Linked DNA regions of Sus scrofa: region 1 is linked to region 2. The links are chromatin contacts, called in public Hi-C maps. All regions are on one chromosome and are shown on one strand. The core of a region is the stretch at or near the end of the contact, and the rest is flanking DNA. Distances in the headings are between cores, read along the strand shown. Region 1 holds the start of MTF2 (metal-response element-binding transcription factor 2). Region 2 holds the start of CCDC18 (coiled-coil domain-containing protein 18).

Region 1 (5,363 bases), core at 1,122-3,621, 110 kb after region 2:
CAAGGAATTTCATGGAAGTTTAGACTAAAGCTGCAGTTAAATTTTACTTTCGGAACCACCAAGATACAGATGTTGGTCATGGCAACTCCTCAGAGGCCAATTTCCCCATCTGTTAAGACAGATTATCACTAGACTGCCAGTTTCCTAAAGTCAGATGTAAAGATTATCTGAAATATAAGCAAGTTATCCTTTCAGTCAAAGACCTAATGAAAAGGCATATTTATAATCCACAACATCAGTTTATGACCCATAGCAAAATACGCAGAATAAAATTTCTTTCCTAACTGAGCTTTCAGGTAGTAGGCATAATTAAAAGCGTAATTTAATATTTTGTTCTATCTAGAAAAAAGTTTAACCAGATGATTTCTACACTTCCAGCTCTAAAATTGTGTGTGCATTTCATCCTGATAGGTATAGATTTCCGTTAATGCCCATTAACACGAATACGCAGTATCAGGAAACAGGTGCACTCTTAATTCAAATATTTCAGAATATTTTTAGTACTTACAAAAAAACTGAAGGTGAGCAAATTTAAAATATGAATTCAAATAGATTTTTATATTTAGGAACCTAAAAAAACAAAAACAAAAAGTTTCACTTTGCACTCCCTTTGCAAGCTGTCACTACAAACGCTTGGAGGGTGAACAACATTCCAAATCTCAAGAATAAAAAAAATTTCTGTCTCTTTCCTTGCCAAAACTACTGGGTACTTAAAGCTGTTAGTCAAAATGGCTCCACTTAAAGAACTTCAAATCTTTGAAAAGGTTACTCAATAATTTATGTACATTTTACTTTATTCACGTTAAATACTTTTAAGTTCACTGTCTTTGCATTCGACTACCCAAAAAAGGAATTCTCAAGAGAGAAAGAACACATGGAAATTGAAACCAGCCTGTAGGCAAGGTGTACAGAGGCTCACATGGAATCAATCTGAAGGAGAAAGTTACTACTACCGGAGCATCTGGAGTCAAATTAAATCAGGCACTATTTACATATTTCTAGTTCTATACCGACCTCACATGGTGCTTTCTGATGTCATCTACAGGCCTACCTAGGTTTTCATACTCCAATGAGTAAATGGTTCTCGCCTTAACCAAAGTCCCACGTTTTAAAGAACAGAACAGCATTCCATATCCCTTTTTCCATTGTTCGGGAACCCTCACTGTTCGTCACATCACCCCGATAATTCCATCTGTTCCCTCCAGTTGCTTCCAAAGAAAAATTCTCGCAACTAAGGACGCCAGATTGTAAAACACACACAGTTAAGAGTTCTGGCACTACTAAAACATGTTCAGAAATCTTGGCAAATTAGCTAAAAATCCCTTCAACTGTAATTACCTCAGGGATAAAAAAAAAAATGACTACAATACAAAGCTACATCCGAGCGAGCACAGGAGTTAGATTTATTTAAAGAGAAGAATTGCCCCAGATTTTCGGTAGGCTCCTCTCCCGCATCTCTCACTTTCCCTCCCACTTCTTCCCTTTAAGCCTCAGGGCTTGCTCTCAGGCGCTACTTATCCCCATCCTTACTCCCCTTATCCCCACACTCCATCCTGCCCGTCTACTCTACCCCCGTTCTCCAATTCTGTACAATTCCATCACCCTCCGGCTCCAAGCTGCTACTTCCCTTTGCGCCTCCCAAGGTCCCAGGCAACCCCTTCGCTCTGGTCCCCACATCTCCCTCGCTCCCCGTTTCCTAACGGCTCCTCCCCTCAGTTCCCCACCCCCTCATCACCAGGTTCATCCTGCCCCTCCAACCGTCTCCCGCCCCCAGGTTCCTTCCTGCCCCTCCAAACACAGCTTCCCCGTCTCAACGTTTCATCTTGTTCCTCCAACCGACTTCCCCAACGCCCTGCTCGCTCCTTTAGTCCCTATTTGCTCCAACACCCAACTGACTACTCCTTTCCATCCATTCTTTTCAACATGTACATGCAGGCAAGGCACCCCCATACACGTACTGGAACCCCCACCCCCACCTCGAGCCTCCATCTTTCCCTTTTATACTTGCTTCCTTTCTTTCTCCTCCCCACCCCCTCCACCTCCTCCGGAAGAGCCTGGTTCCCAGGCCAAGGTCTCTCACCTCATTCGGTCACTTCAGTGGTGCCAACCGCTTCATACAGGAAAAAAGAACCAATCACGACCCCGTGGGGGCTTCCCCTGCGAGTCCGAGCACTTACTGGGCACCCGCCCCACCGGGCACCCCGCACAAACACACGCACAAACCGAGGTCCTGGGGACGAGGGTTGGGGGCAGAATGAGCGTTCTAAACCGGCCTCAAACACAGCCCACTTCGCTACAACCCTTCGCCATTTTGGTTTCCCGCGGACTGCCGGTGCATTCTGGGAGCGCGGAGCGACTCCCGGCCGAATGGCAGCTCTCCAGGGCCGCGAGGGGGCGGGGACTGCGGCGCGAGCGCGGAGGAACACCGCGCCCTGCGTCCGCGGCCGGGGCTGAACAAAGAAGGACTCTTTAACTTTGCGGTGGGGCTAAGTCCTTCCGCCGCCGGCGCTAACACAATAGTGAGGGCTGCGCTCCCGGCCGTCGGCAGCCCTGCCGCAGCGGCTGCTCCAGGGGGGCAGGTCGGGTCCAACTTGGCCCGGGCAGGTTCTGTTCCTGAGAAGTGGGACGGTGCTCCCTGCGTCTTGGCCCGCTCATTTCTTTTCTGTGGAGAAAATCGTAGATTAAGCGCGTTTCTTCTCTCTTCTCCCTGAGGCCTGCTGTTGGAATTTCATTCAGCGGGGAAGAGACCCTGGATGTCAGAATTGTATTTTGCTCGGCCCCAAATTCCTTCCTGTCAGGAGCTGCTTTCGGACTTTTTTTCCCCTGCGGGTGAAAGGTGTCTCTGCCTGTGTGCTTTGCAGATCCTTACCAATTGTGATGAAATCTGAGAATACTCTCGTGCCAAGTGGTTTCTGGTAGGAGGACAGAACTTTTTCGTACCAGGGCAGACCCTGAGCCTGCTGCCGATAGAGGTCCCAAGTGACAGATTGCGAGCGTGTCTCTGTGACTTCTACGTGGATGAAACCCAGCTCCTCTTAGTCGCCGCGTGTGGTACCTTTGTTTATAACGTTGTCAGAATATTTAAAAAATCATTTTATATTTTCGTCTCATATAACAGCGCAGGGATAATTAGTACCGTGTCTTTTCTTTCTCTGAAAAAGTACCTCTTGTGGTCTAAACTCACTTTACTCCTATTTCAAAAGGAGTTCCCCTCAGCCTAAGGTCTCAGAATTTGGCAAATTCACATAGTCATTTTATTCACACCGTTTTAGTCATACCCTTCTACTCCTTTGCCTCTCCTGAAATCCTAATCAAAATTTTAGTCTGTTAAAGAAGACAGAGTGAGCTCTGTTACCTTAATTTTATTTATTTATTTTTTTTACTTTTTTTTTTTTTTTTTTTTTGTCTTTTTGCCATTTCTTGGGCCGCTCCCGCCGCATTTGGAGGTTCCCAGGCTAGGGGTTGAATCGGAGCTGTAGCCGCCGGCCTACGCCAGAGCCACAGCAACGCGGGACCCGAGCCGCGTCTGCAACCTACACCACAGCTCACGGCAACGCCGGATCGTTAACCCACTGAGCAAGGGCAGGGACCGAACCCACAACCTCATGGTTCCTAGTCGGATTTGTTAACCTCTGCGCCACGATGGGAACTCCTCTTTTACCTTTAAATTTCACATTGAATGATAACATGATGTCTCATAAATTTGTCTTCAATGCCCTTCACTTTTGGTTGAATAGAGCTTGACTTGACAAGTATAGATGCAGTCCAAAAATGGATAAATATAGTACAAACAGGTGTACTTGTTCTGCAGCTAAGCCTAATCATGAAACATCAGTTTTAGAGGAGTTCCCGTCGTGGCACAGAGATTAACGAATTTGAGGAGGAACTATGAGGTTGCGGGTTTGATCCCTGGCCTTGCTCAATGGGTTAAGGATCCGGTGTTGACATTAGCTATGGTGTAGATCGCAGACGCGGCTCGGATCCTGTGTTGCTGTGGCTCTGGTGTAGGCTGACAGCTTCAGCTCCGATTAGACCCCTAGCCTGGGAACCTCCATATGCCGTGGGAGCGGTCCTAGAAAAGACAAAAAAAAAAAAAAAAAAAAAAAATCAGTTTTAGAGAATTATTTGGTTTAAATTCTCCTCATTTATCTTGACTGTTATATCAAGTGGTCATCAAGCCTCAATTTCAAAATCTTTGGTGGTTTGACACCTCAGAGGCAGCCAATGCAATTGCACAGATGCTAATTAGAAAATTATTCCTTATGTAGATATATAGTCTGCCCTTCTATAATTTCCATTTATTGGTCTAACTTTTGGCCTCTTTAGCCACATGAAAGTGTTCTAATCTCTTATATTTTAGAGAAGTCAATGATGCCTGCCTTTTGGAAGGGGGAAAAAGAGGCTTGCTGTTTTCCTATGTAAACATAGAAGTACAAAAGTGTAGTCATCCAAGTTAAGGAAGCCAGGTGCTCAGGGAGTCAAGGGCACTAAGGGAGTTGCAGTAAAATGCAAAGAATGTCTGTAACTGTGTTCTTAGAAATTTCTGTTAACTAAGCAACATGCAGTGGATGAGAACCTTGAGAAGAAACATTCGTCAAGCTCCTGGAAGTGCAAAGCAAAATAACTCCAGAGTAAACTGTACCCTTTATTGTTATGTATTTCCGTTATAGTCATAAGGGTTGTTTACAAAAATTCTCATTCTCCTTTCCTCCAGACACAAAGTGAAAATGCAGTCTTTTGCACCGTTAAAGCTAGGTATGGCCATGTAACTTGCTTTTACCACTAAAATAGAAGGGAAAGTGAATCACTCTCTAGGAAAATCTTTAAGAGACAGAGGCACCTTCTCCTCCCACCTGCTGTAGTGATCATGGAAGCAAGTGTTGAAGTAGAACATCTATCAGTTTGGGTCCTTAAATGACAACAAGCAGTGACTATAAGAGTGCCATCCAGTTTTAGAACATTTCTACCATCCTAAAAAAATTCATTATGCCCATTTACTCTCAAGACCTGGTCCGACTCCCAATCCCAGGCAATCTGTTATTTGTCTCTATAGATTTGCCTTTTCCAGCCATTTTATGTAAGTGGATTCTTATAGTCTGATTTCTTTCACTCAATATGATGTTTTTGAGGTTCATCCATGTTATACCATGTGCCTCTAGTTCTTTCTTTTGTATTGCTGAATAGTACTTCACTGTGTGAATGTACCATATTTCGTTTATCCATTCACCAGTTGATGCACATCTAAATTGTTTCCAGTTTGGGACTATTATGAATAATGCTGCTATGAACATTTATGTACAAGTGTTGTGTAGATACTTGTTTTTATTTTTCTTGGATAGATTCCTGGAAGTGGAATTGCCGCA
Region 2 (5,676 bases), core at 375-2,874:
TTCCGCTTAAACAGACGCTCCCAAACAAAAGTCAATGGATCAGGTCCCCATGCTGCTTTTTCTTTTCAATATCTCTAGTTCCCTACAGGATAGTGAAGGTAAAAAGGGTAAAGAAAATTTGGGCAAATTCTACAATGCTATTCGATTTTATGTTTCAACTAAGTCAGGTTTATGTCCAACATCTTGTATACATTTTAATGTAAGAATTCTCTAACCCTTCTGAAGTTATCAATGAAAACGTCTGAAGTTCAAATATATTTTCGTTTTCAGACTGAGCTCTCTATTGTCTTCAAATAAAGCGTCTGCCCCCCTTCAAGTCTATCTTGGAAAAGCACATCATGCTACCTCCAGGCCTTGACGCCTTTCGGCCCAAATAACGGTGCGTTTGTGGCTATATCCACGCACACCCACGGCCCCGAAGCACAAGTGTTCACTTCACTCCCGGGATGTAAAACCAGAGACTGGGGTCGAAAAGGCTTCCCCGTTTTGCAAGGGGGCCGTGACCCGAGAGGGCACCGTGCTGTGACAAGAACGCTCAATCTGACACAAACGCGTCCTTCGTTCATCTGGAACAAGCGGAGGAAAACTCGACAGCTTGCTTTTCCATCTCTCTTCACCTAAAACACAACCCTGCAGAGCAGCAGCTCAAGCGCAAGGGCGAGGCCCAGGAGAAGCGCCTCAGGGGACCAGAGGGGAAGGAACACAACCCCCTCCGGCAGGCCGCTCGCCACCCAAGCCGCAGTTGGGAGACCCACCGACGCCGGCGCACCCGTCTGCGCTCGGAAACCTCGCCCCTCTCCCGGACCCAGAGCGTGGAACCCCCGACACTGCACGCGGGACACCAGCGAACCCCGGCGGCGTCGCGTTCGAACCGCCGCGGGAGCCGTTGGCGACGCCCCGCCGCAGCCCCGCCCCCGCGCGGGCCCCGAGGCCTGTCGGGAATTGTGGTCTGCGAGCGAGGCCGAGCTCGCTCCCTGAACTACATTTCCCACAGCTACCGCCACGACGCCCATTGGTGTGAGGGCAGCCATGGGAGGCTGCGGTCTTCTGGGAGTCAAGCGGGCCGCGCTCCCGCGGGGCTGGAGGCGCCGAGACCGAGGAGGGTGTGGAAAAGGACTGCTGGCCCCGCCCTCAGCGCCTACGCTCCCCAGGCCGGCGCTTCCTCGTCCGAGGAGCACGCCTCCACCGCGGCCGGCTCCCGGACCTCCTTCAGGCTCCAGCTTTCCCCGCCGCCCACGAGGAGCCCGGGGAGGCGAAGCGGGGCGCAGGCGTCACTAGCCCACCCTTCCCACGCCTCTTCCGGCCCGAGACCGCCCCGGCAGGCATGGGCGACAAGATCCGGCTGCCCTTCCCGGGGGTCCTCTGGGCCGCTCTGCTGCTGCCCGCGGCGGCCGGCTTCACGCCCTCCTTGGACAGCGACTTCACGTTCACCCTTCCCGCCGGCCAGAAGGAGTGTTTCTACCAGCCCATGCCCCTGAAGGCCTCGCTGGAGATCGAGTACCAAGTAGGTGCAGAGGGCAGCCAGCCTCCTTCCGTTCGCCCCGCCGCACGTCGTCGCCTCTCACCGGCGTAGGAAGCCGGGGAGCCGCGGGGGGTGAGGCGAGGGCCGCGGGGGGAGCCGGGCAGCTCTGCGCAGGCGCGGAGGCGAGGTCCTGGCCGCGCCGGGGACCGGGAAGTTAGGCGGGACCTAGAATCGACTCCCGCCCTCTCCCCTTTCCTCCGGTCGGAAGGAGGCCAGCCCCGGTGATGTCGGCGGTTTTTCTTTGTGTTTTATAATTCACCTGAGGTTTTTCTAGCCAGTACACGCTCCAGTACGGCGGATTTCACAATACAGGTCTAATACACGTTCTTCTTAATCATTGGACGAGACGATGACACTTTTTTAATCACTTCCACCATCCTCACCCAAATCCGGCTTTGTGAGTCTACGCTGTCATTACTTCTTCAAGGATTTTTGAATTGTGACCCTGTGATTTTTCACTAAATCTTATTTGAGGATATTTTGAAAGGAGTTACTGATGTGTTTAATGGTACATTGCCTTCTCCGTTATATAACCATCATTTAAAAACCAAATAGGATCTAATTGTTTATTAGAACTTTATAACTTTTCGTCAGCATTCTAAGCGTTTCTCCCATATTGTTTTCTTTTTAGTGTCTACATAATGTTACAGGGAGTTACCTTAATCTATGTAGTCATTCTGGTAGAGGGTACTTTCTTAGGAGAAATCTTGTTAGCTCCAGTACAGCTGATTTCGATGTTTCTAGGTAGCACTGGAAAAAAAAAAACAAAAAAAAAAAACAGCAGCCTTGGTGTAGTTCATCTTTCAATTTTTATACAGGCTACCTAATTTTTAATGTTAATTTTCTATGGTTGATATAGAGAATCTTTCAGTAACAGATATTGTCACATGTAGAGTTTTTAAAAGTTATTTAGAATTTTCATCAGAAGGAACTTTAGAATTAGATTATTTATATATAGATGTATAAGGTAGGCATAGAGAGTAAAGTATCTAAAGTCACATAGTTAGCAAAACGGGCTGGAACTCAACATTTCTTGATTTCCAGTCCAGTTGAAAAGTTAATTTACTGAACTTTACATGTTACCCTGTGCCAGTAACGAGTGAATGGAGGCACGGACACAGGGGAGGGGACAAAAGAAAGATCCCTTTTCAAGGATCTTAATATTTAAGGGTTACTGGTTCATAAACAAGTAGTATCAATAAGGTATGGTATAGCTGCTGTGGGAGGAGGGCTTCTTCTCTGGGGTTTCAGAAAAGGTTTCCTGAAGAAGAATAAATTTGAATTTAGAAAGATGCTTAAGTGAAGCAGGAATGCAAGAAAGAAGGGGCATTTCAAGAAAAGGAACAGAAGGAAGAGAGAGTTCTGAAAATGCATAGTGTGAGTGTTTTAGCAGTGGGCAATATGTAGTGGACACTACAAGTGTTGAGTTTTTGTTGGACCTTTAAGACTGTAAAGTCTAGGGTGGGAGTAGAAGAAAAAGGTTGAAGAGGTTAGGAGGCTAGATCATGGCTCATAAATCTTAAGCTTGTGCACCATACTAAGTAGCTTTGACCTTGTTCTACATAAGGGCCATTGAGGATTAGGCAGCGTGCTAACAGTAAAAAATGTTTTACAGTTGGAGGATAGATTTAAGGAGCAGTGTTAGAGGTAAGGAAACCAACTATGGGGTTAGATAAATAGTCTAGATGAGAAAACAATTTTAATGTTCAAAATTCATCAGTATTTAACAAAGCATTGGGAAAGAAATCTATTTTAAACTATTGACCTCTTACAATTAAGAGCCCCAACTGTAGAGAAAAAATGCCTGCGTTGAAATCCTGTCTCTTAACTGTTAGCTTGAATAAGTTTCTTAACTCCACACTTGTGTAGAGATAATGGTTAAGAGTTGATTTGAAACTGTGAGCTAACAAGTGTTCATCCACCATCCCTGACACATAGTAAATATTCAATAAATGTTAGATTTTTTTGCATTTATACTTACAGAGTTACCTAGCTGGTATCATCTAGGTTTATACTTTGCACCTTTAATCACTCTTTGAAAGACTTTTCCACTAAACCATTCTACTTAAATTGTTTAAATTTAAATGTTTTGATTGAGGAGAGAAGTAAAATCATTAAATGTCTGTAGTCCTAGACAGTGTTGGAAGGGTTTGTAGGATAGAGATCATCTTCAGTTCTTTGTTTGCATTTTCTGACTCCATGATTATCCACTAACTACAAGCTACTGGGTTTTGTCTTAGTTTTTTTTTTGTTGTTGTTGTTGTTATTGTTGTTGTTGTTGTTGCTATTTCTTGGGCCGCTCCCGCGGCATATGGAGGTTCCCAGGCTAGGGGTTGAATCGGAGCTGTAGCCACCGGCCTACGCCAGAGCCACAGCAACGCGGGATCCGAGCCGCGTCTGCAACCTACACCACAGCTCACGGCAACGCCAGATCGTTAACCCACTGAGCAAGGCCGGGGACCGAACCCGCAACCTCATGGTTCCTAGTTGGATTCGTTAACCACTGTGCCACGACGGGAACTCCTTGTCTTAGTTTTTAAAATGTCAAGGAGGGAGTTCCCGTCATGGCTCAGTGGTAATGAACCCGACTAGTATCCGTGAGGACTTGGGTTTGCTCCCTGGCTCTGCTCAGTGGATTAAGGATCTGGCATTGCCATGAGCTGCAGGGGGGGTGGCAGATGTCTCGGGTCCCAGTTGTTGTGGCTGTGTCCTAGGCTGGCTGCTGCAGCTCCAATTCAACCCCTAGCCTGGAAATGACCATATGCTGCAGGTGTGGCCCTGAAATTTAAAAAAAAAAAAAAAAAATGTCAGGTGACAGACATTCTACACATGGCTTACTGTAACATATGGAAAAAATTTAACTGTTTCTACCTTTTCAGGTTTAGAAGGACACTTTTAGGGTAATTGACCAGTCTCACTTTATATTAAGTTCTTGAAATTTTTAAATGTCAGTACATACATCTTGAGAATAAAATAGATCATTCTTGTAAAATTTTGAATCATTATTGAGTGCTTAATTTATGTAAGCTTTATGCTACGTACTGTGGATATAATGGTGAGTAAAAGTATAGTCTGTGAACTCATGCAGTCTTAATAAGGGGATAGACATATTAATCAGACTAATATACAGATAAATGTGAAATTAGAACTCTAATAAGTGCCATGAGGCTAAGTGCCTTAGCTATGAGAGTGTTTAAAAGGAGGACTCGATTTCAGGAATTGAGAGAAGAGTCCCCAGAGTGGATTTCAGAGGCAGGAGAACCGGGCTGACTAGGGATAAGAGGGTGAGTGGAACAAGGTGACGGGTAAAGAGAACAGCATGTGGCAGTCTGAGGCTTTGAGGAAGCACCCCAAGAACACCTCTGAGGAACTGAAAAACTTTAGTAAATGCAATTTTTTTTTTTTTTAACTTGAAAACTTTGAAGACATGGCTCCATTGTGGGTTTTTGCATCCAGTGAATATGTAAGAATACTGATGCCCATTCCAGTTCTTGTTATTTTGTAGTTCTCTACTACTTCCCTTTGGAAGTTTCTCAGTTGTTCTTTTCACATCCTTTGGAAAAGTCGGTAGGATTTTTTTTTTTAATTTATTTATTTTGTCTTTTTCTAGGGCCACACCCGTGGCATATGGAGGTTCCCAGGCTAGGGGTCTAATTGGAACTATAGCCACTGGCCTTCGCCACAGCCACAGCCACGCGGGATCTGAGCCGCGTCTGTGACCTATACCACAGCTCGTGGCAACGCAGATCCTTAACCCACAGCGCGAGGCCAGGGATCGAACCTACAACTTCATGGTTCCTAGTCGGATTCGTTAACTGCCGAGCCATGACGGGAACTCCTCTGGTAGGATTTTTAGATCTTTTTTCTTTTAGCCTGCTTCACATGTATTAGACTCAGTCTAAAGATTTTTATCTTTTGAAGCAGGACTTTTTAGCCTCTTACTTGGTAACTTCTCTTGTTTTTCTTGGTTCTTTTTGAAGTGCTCATTAGGTAGATATTTGAAATCTTTAGCTCTGTCCTTTATAAAGGTCTTAGCATCCCCCAGACTTTTCGTCAATACTTTTTCACCTTGTGCTGAGAATTCCTTGGCTCCTTCTCATTCTCTGATTTTTAGTTTCCATCCATGTCTATTCTGGTTTTATTGTTATTACTTT

The links. Hi-C and Micro-C count contacts between places; a contact is called where the count stands out from the background.
Region 1: a contact with region 2 is called in a Hi-C map of brain, with 3 times the contacts expected there. The contact joins the promoter of MTF2 here to the promoter of CCDC18 in region 2. A contact is called at or near these places in 2 of 5 promoter capture datasets (fetal liver and liver), 7 of 47 Hi-C or Micro-C datasets (alveolar macrophages, brain, embryonic fibroblasts and 4 more) and 2 of 2 datasets of contacts at active chromatin or transcription factors (alveolar macrophages and skeletal muscle).

The regions. Positions count from the first base shown.
Region 1 is chr4:124,122,067-124,127,429 of Sscrofa11.1, forward strand. MTF2 (metal-response element-binding transcription factor 2) reads right to left here and starts at 2,372. Exons shown (of 15, transcript XM_003481511.4): 1 at 2,081-2,372. The coding sequence starts at 2,085.
Region 2 is chr4:124,008,667-124,014,342 of Sscrofa11.1, forward strand. CCDC18 (coiled-coil domain-containing protein 18) reads right to left here and starts at 1,625. Exons shown (of 32, transcript XM_021090190.1): 1 at 1,502-1,625; 2 at 1-82. TMED5 (transmembrane p24 trafficking protein 5) reads left to right here and starts at 1,159. Exons shown (of 4, transcript NM_001243695.1): 1 at 1,159-1,504. The coding sequence starts at 1,325.